Regions from separate parts of the Arabidopsis thaliana genome. Here region 2 is linked to region 1. A link is a contact called in public capture Hi-C data. All regions are on one chromosome and are shown on one strand. The core of a region is the stretch at or near the end of the contact, and the rest is flanking DNA. Distances in the headings are between cores, read along the strand shown.

Region 1 (3,613 bases), core at 901-3,400:
TTAGGGTTGAGGAATCACGTGGCTATTTGGACTTAGGGATTTAGCCTGAATCCTTTATCAAAAAAGATTTGCGGGAACAATACAACAAGATGTGCAGCGTTTCTATGGTCAAAATTGAGTACTCTAAGGCAAGGGAATGTAGAGAAGCTTGTGGGAGGACTCCAAGTGTTGTTCATATCGAGATAACATCCAGGATATAAAAATTTATAATTATGCTAAAAAAAAGTTTGCATATACATTAAATTCAAAGAAAAGAAAAAAATTTGCGGGAACTCCTCCGAAAAGTCTGCTAACCACTGGATTATCTGGCTTGACGCCTTGACCTGGAGACCCATCCAATAGAATATGAAAAAGTTAGAAAATCACAATCATTGATTTTAAACAGACGCAATTGAGAATGAAGAGAAAATGGTATGCAGAACTACTATGTTACTAGCGTGGCTAACGGATCAACTATTTTTTATCATTGGAGCATCTCCATCAAAAGTATCTAAGCTAGATACATTTGATAAAATAATATTAAAAAAAATAGGAAAAGTCGGAGAAAGAAGGACGACGTGCAATGCGAACATGCACGTTATTAGATACATATTTCTAATGATAGTTGCATAGTTTTTTTTTTTTTGGTAGGAATGATAGTTGCATAGTTTGGTTCTATTATTACGCGACTCTAAGCTATTGGCAATTTAAAAATTGTTAAATATTGCGACCATATTATTTTAAATAGACCTCCCTACCCAAATTTGTTTTTATTATTTAAAAAAGACCTTCACAAAAAAGTATAAATTTGTTTTTTATATATATTACATGAGTTAACGGTGGAGAAAAAATAGACAGCCACATCTATACAAATCATACAAGTAGATATATATATATATATTATTATTATTATTATTATTATTATTTTTTAAATCATACAAGTATACAACACAAACTTTTAAATGTCCATATCATTTGTACCATTAAACTTTTAAATCATACAAGTTTATGACAAAATCAAGTTTTGTACCATTCAAACTTTTAAACTTTTAAATCATACAAGTATACAACACAAACTTTTAATGACAAAATTTTAATCGGAGAACCCGAGTTGTACCATTAGACAGACTAACTTTCAGTTTAATGTCCATATCATTTGCTCAATTATGTGTTTGATTCCACCAAGTCATCTATGATTGATTTACCTCTAAACTCTAGATAGCAAAGTGTGGTATTCACTTTTTACCGTGAGTCTGTGATATCATCTTTTGTCAACAAAATGCAGCGGCCCGGATATTTTATTCGAGATGGACTTGCGCAAAACTCTTGCCAATAGACGTCACGTGCTCACCCCCAAATTATTCGGTTTCACGTGGACACTGGAGCCATTATAAAGTTGGAAAATCTCATTCAATAATTTTAAGTGACGCCACCAGGACCGGTCATGAATGATGAAATAATCGGAAATCCATACGGAAAAGTAGAAACTTATTTTTTATAGTTATGAAAAGGTCTATGAGATAGTTAACAAAAAAAAAAAGGTGTTGAGATAACTTCTTCAAACGTGACTTTGACGCAACCCACGTTGATAAACGAAGTCAATGGAGAATGAAGAAAAAGGAAGTATTCCAGAAAGATTGCGGTGAAAATTTATAAGATTATTTTCAAAAACATTATTTTGCATGACAATTTTTTCCGAAAAAATAATTTTTAAATTTGTCATTTATAAAAACTAAAGATTTCAGAATTATTTTTTTCGTAAAAGACATACTTCAAAACGAAACTATATCCTAAAAGCCTAGAACCTAATAAATTCAAAATCATGTATTTTTTTTTGTGTTTTTATATTAAAAACTGACATTTTTAAAACTTTTTGACCAAATTGTGAAACTTATAAACACCCCTCAAATAATTCCCTTATTATGAAATAGTAATTGATTCATTTGAAAATGATCGTTACAAAACAACAACAAACAAAAAATATATATAACTGTATATTATATATTACACGATCTATTGATCAACCATATATATTTTATGACTTGAACGTCGACTCGACTATAGAGTTAACTCATAAAAGAAAAGAAAAATGAAGAATCGACTATATATAGAGAGCCATAACTATGTGAATCATACAAGTAGAACTTTTAATCTTTAAAGAAGAAAAACAAATGTCAGAAATTTATGTCTTAGCATTGTCTGTTGTATTCTCACTCATAGTAGTGAAACTCTGCCATTGGGTTTACCAGTGGAGTAACCCAAAATGTAAAGGAAAACTTCCTCCAGGATCGATGGGGTTTCCGATCATCGGAGAAACTTTCGAATTTATGACGCCATTTGACATCAGTCTAGTAGTTTCACCGTATCTGAAGAAGAGAATATCCAGGTTTCTTAACTTCTTAGTTTTTATTTTTGAGTTCCCTTATGCTGTTATTATACATGCACTGATCATGGTTAGAAGTACAAATAAACTGTTTCATATCTAATTTCTAATTTTAAAAGCATGATTTATTGTAATATCGTAACTTAAAATTTCTAATTTCATATGCCATCTAAATACTAAAAAAGCTTGATATGTTAGAGTCACTTGTTTTTTGATTAGCATTACGTTTGACTATGAAAATATTAATCAAATGTTTATTGAAAATTTGAAATGTCTAATTATTATTTCAGAATTAAAAATAATTGTCAGGATATTTGATTAATTTTCATTTCGATATATGACTTCAATCTAGCTAGAGGACAAAAAGTTTCAGAAAAAAATTATCTACGAACTTCTGTTTTTATTATAAATGATATGAGTATGTGTTTCAATAACATTGTATGGAACTTTAAATAATTATTTGTTATTTACAAGTAAACAAATCTGAATCAGATATGGTTCGAAAGTGTTTCGGACAAGTCTATTCGGGGCAAAAGTTATTGTCTCTATTGATCCCGACGTGAATATGGAGATAGCAAAGGCGAGTTCGCAGTTGCGTGCTACGGAGAGCGTAACGCGGATATTTGGAGAAAACAACCCGTTCCTCCAGAGCAAGGAGATTCATAAATATGTCCGGAACTTGACTTCCCGATTTGTTGGTCCCGAGGGTTTAAAAACAAGATTAATTCATGACATTGACAATTTGTTACGAAATGATGTTGAGAACGGAGCACGAAACGGTTCTTTCGACGTTAGAGAGGCAACAATCAAGGTTATAAATTAACTAAAATCTAAAACATATTTTCAATATTTTTATTTTTTGTTTTTGTCTCAACTGCATGATTAGATTATAATAAGATTTCATAGTTGGTGATCCACACCAGTTAAAAAAGAGTTTACAAAAAAAAACATCGATAAATATTAGACCAACGAAATGGGCTAAAGTGCTAAACTGTTAGCCTTGTACAGGATTTTAGTTCGTAATACAGTATATATATATGTACAAATTAAAAATCCGAATCAAAGTTCATTAGTTCATCACACAAGATGTGGTATATAAAGTTATATCACATTTTGTTTTGGTTTTCAAAAAATACCCCAAAACGAAACCTGAACCCTAAATATTAAACTTTACCTCCTAAAAACAATACTTTAAAATCTAATATAGTCAACACAAACCTAAAATTTTAAATTTTTGACTTGAAAAAAAAT
Region 2 (3,937 bases), core at 308-2,807, 71 kb after region 1:
GATAACCCTAAAGTCATGCAGGAGTTACGGAGAGAACATGAAGGAATCGTCCAAGATAAGATTAAGAAGGATGAGACAGCTGACCTAACTTGGGAAGACTACAAATCAATGACTTTTACCCAGATGGTGAGTATCCCAACGAAACCATATATTATAACTTAACAAGGATGCAAATATATTAATTAACATGCAAATATATTATTAGATACGTAACTTCCTAAATATAATAATGACGACTTACCTACCGTTTACTTCCTCGCAAATGAATAAGAAAGAAAAATGCACGTTTAATACTTACTTATAGGCATGCCATTATCAACCAAATTAATTTAAATAATAAACTTAGCAATAATGCATAAATATATATTTAGTAAGAAAAAGTTATAAAATATACAAGTAATATACTTGTTTTTATTTTTATAACGAAAATATGAGCTATTTATTTATAAATGAGAGTTTAAAGTCAGAAGTACATGCACTTCCAATGTATTCCGTTTTGGTTTAGGTGATAAATGAGTCGCTTAGGATCACAAGCACGGTACCAACGGTGCTTAGAATAATTGATCATGAGATCCAATTTGGTGATTATACAATTCCGGCTGGTTGGATCTTTATGGGTTATCCTTATGTGCATTTCAATCCAGAGAAGTATGATGACCCTTTAGCTTTTAATCCATGGCGCTGGAAGGTGATTTTAATTTGATGTTCATCTTTTATTTTATTTTTACTTACACTAATCAAATTTTTAGGAATTTAAGCATGCATATATTAAACTAAAATTTCAGGGAAAAGACTTGAGCACGATCGTCTCCAAGACTTACCTTCCCTTTGGCTCTGGTACTAGACTATGTGTGGGAGCTGAATTCGTTAAGTTGCAAATGGCCATTTTTATCCATCATTTGTTTAGATACAGGTTCGTTTTTTCTCATTTAATGACTCTACGATTCAAGCCAAGTTTAACTGCACTCAAAGTTTTTTTTTACTTACGTTTATTACCTATGGTGTGAAGGTGGTCAATGAAGGCAGAGACTACTTTACTTCGAAGATTTATACTTGTGCTTCCACGTGGATCTGATGTTCAAATCTCATAAGACACCAAACAGGATAACTCTGTATAGTGTTATGAGAGAATAATAAAATTCAGTTTCTATACCTTTCACTCTTTCTCCTTATAACTTTTCATGTAGTTTTGGTATCATAGCCAATTTCGATTTTTCTAGTATTTGCTTTATAAAAAATATATGTTATTGAAAGAAAGAAATAAAAATTGTTAACTGCACAAAGTATTGTAGAATAAAATACCTGAGCACACGTACCAAATTTAATAATATATAGCCAACTACGCATATCTTATATTATATAAATCAGATGCATGTCCACATAAAAATAGATATTACAAGAGAAGTATAAAAAATTCCTCCGTCTGACCCCATCCACATAAAAACACAACGTGCTAATTACACGTTATAGAACAATACAAAATAATAGAGGTCTCAGCGAGCCAACAAACCTAAATCATGCAAATAATCTTAAAATATATACTAATCGACAAGAGAGCTCACTAGTATACAAAGAGAGAGAGTGCCTCCCTCAGTTATCCTAAATCAATATCTCCAAAAAGAGTTAGAAAGAAAAAAAATAACTTAAGATGGTAGATCTTTATGAGTTCTGGGCTGTGATAGTTTCACTCATAGTGGTGAAGCTGTGTCACTCGATCTATCAGTGGAGGAATCCAAAAAGTAATGGAGAACTTCCTCCAGGATCTATGGGTTATCCAATCATTGGAGAGACTTTCGAGTTCATGAAGCCTCATGACGCTATTCAGTTACCAACATTCGTGAAGGAGAAAGTACTCAGGTTATTGATCTTATCTATTGGTTTGGTTTTTGATCTTACCTACATATTTGACAACTACAATGAAATATTAGTCATCCTATAATATATAAAATTAATTAACATTGAACGCTTTTAAGAAATGATTATGATAAATTTTATATCGATGAATTTATATAGTATTATAAAAAAAATTAAAAATCTAAACACATATCTATTAAATAAAGAGAAATAACAAAACTGTGGATGTTCTTACTTCCTTATAATAAATGAGCGGATGTTTTTGTATATAGTTGTATCCTACATGTAAAACAAATTGGATAATTTTTAAAGAAATGATTAACTGTATCTCGTAAATATTTTACTAGATGGAATTTATATACATAATCAAATTTCAAAGAACAAAGAAAAATCGTAATAAATTAAACTTCTCTTTGGATAACATTTCAGCGAAAAAAGAAGAAGCAAGTTAAGGTTTGCTTCTTGAGAATATATTGTTGAAGTGTTTTTTATTTGAAAATTCCCACAATTTATTAAGAAAAAAATTAACGATTTGCACCCGAACATATCTAGTCCTCATAATCAATTCCTCCGAGTTTTATTAGTAGATTACCGTGTCTCAATTTTTGCATTTTTTTCCCCCAAAAAAAATAGACATGGACCAGTTTTTAGGACAAGCTTATTTGGAGGAAAAGTTATAATTTCGACTGATATTGGGTTGAACATGGAGATAGCAAAGACAAATCATATTCCTGGTATGCCGAAGAGCTTAGCGCGGCTATTTGGGGCAAACAACTTGTTCGTGAATAAGGATACTCATAAACATGCCCGCAGCTTGACAAACCAGTTTTTAGGTTCGCAAGCTTTGAAATTAAGAATGCTTCAAGACATCGATTTCTTGGTTCGCACACACCTGAAGGAAGGAGCTAGGAAAGGCAGCCTTGACATCAAGGAAACGACAAGCAAGGTAAAAACAAAAAGTCATCCATTTTGATAGTTTTTGTAGCTCATAACAAGAGAACTTTCCACTTAATAAATCATCTTATCAAATTCAAACGTTACAGATCATTATTGAATGTCTTGCGAAGAAAGTAATGGGGGAGATGGAACCAGATGCAGCAAAAGAACTCACACTCTGTTGGACATTTTTCCCAAGGGAATGGTTTGGATTCGCTTGGAATATCCCGGGGACTGGTGTCTATCGAATGGTGAAGGTGCATATTTTTTGATCATCTACCTTAACAAGCATGCATAGGATTGCATGCTGTGGTTTCAGGCTTTGTTCCAGAACCTCTTGGTATTTAAAAAGTAATAATACTAAGCATGCATAGGATTCGGGTGGAAAAATATATGCGATTGTGTATTCATGTTTTGTCGCAAATAGCCAGGGCCTATAACCCTTTTTCAAAAAAAATATTACACAAATATTTAACATTCCCAGAGGGCCTTCATTTTGTCTTGAACTGAGGAAGTGTATTTTGTGATAGGCAAGAAATCGGATGATGAAGGTACTAAAGGAGACGGTACTTAAGAAAAGAGCATCAGGAGAGGAATTGGGGGACTTTTTCAAGACTATCTTTGGAGATACTGAAAGAGGCGTGAAAACTATAAGTTTAGAGAGTGCCACCGAGTACATATTTACTCTGTTTTTGCTTGCTAACGAAACAACACCAGCGGTCCTTGCGGCTACAATAAAGCTCATAAGTGACCATCCTAAAGTGATGCAAGAGTTACAGAGAGAGCATGAAGGAATTGTCCGAGATAAGATTGAGAAAAATGAGAAAGCTGACCTAACATGGGAAGACTACAAATCAATGACTTTTACCCAGATGGTGAGTATCCAACAAAATCATTTCTATCATCACTTTCAAAATTTATTTCAATTGTAAAGCAAGACAATAATATACTTAATCAAAATTTTAATAAGTCAAAAATTTCAAATTAAATAACAAAACTTAGATATAATAAACATTTTTTTTATTTTTATGTAAAGAAAATGTTAATTTATTTTAAATAAAATTACTCTCATGACTTACATATATGTCGTTTTGGTTTAGGTGATAAATGAGTCGCTTAGGATCACAAGCACGGTACCGACGGTGCT

What was found. Capture Hi-C pulls out chosen DNA fragments and counts their contacts.
Region 2: a capture Hi-C map of shoot shows a contact between it and region 1, with 4 times the contacts expected there. A contact is called at or near these places in 18 of 26 Hi-C or Micro-C datasets (callus, cotyledon, leaf and 4 more), 1 of 2 datasets of targeted methods (seedling) and 3 of 3 other capture datasets (root, seedling and shoot).

Annotation. Positions count from the first base shown.
Region 1 is chr4:8,734,571-8,738,183 of TAIR10.1, forward strand. CYP702A3 (cytochrome P450, family 702, subfamily A, polypeptide 3) reads left to right here and starts at 2,151. Exons shown (of 8, transcript NM_117619.3): 1 at 2,151-2,365; 2 at 2,855-3,173. The coding sequence starts at 2,151.
Region 2 is chr4:8,805,926-8,809,862 of TAIR10.1, forward strand. CYP702A6 (cytochrome P450, family 702, subfamily A, polypeptide 6) reads left to right here and starts at 1,558. Exons shown (of 7, transcript NM_148330.3): 1 at 1,558-1,857; 2 at 2,488-2,800; 3 at 2,898-3,047; 4 at 3,321-3,665; 5 at 3,891-3,937. The coding sequence starts at 1,649. It overlaps CYP702A5 (cytochrome P450, family 702, subfamily A, polypeptide 5), which reads left to right. Exons shown (of 7, transcript NM_001084924.2): 4 at 1-126; 5 at 506-688; 6 at 786-913; 7 at 1,010-1,307. The coding sequence ends at 1,091.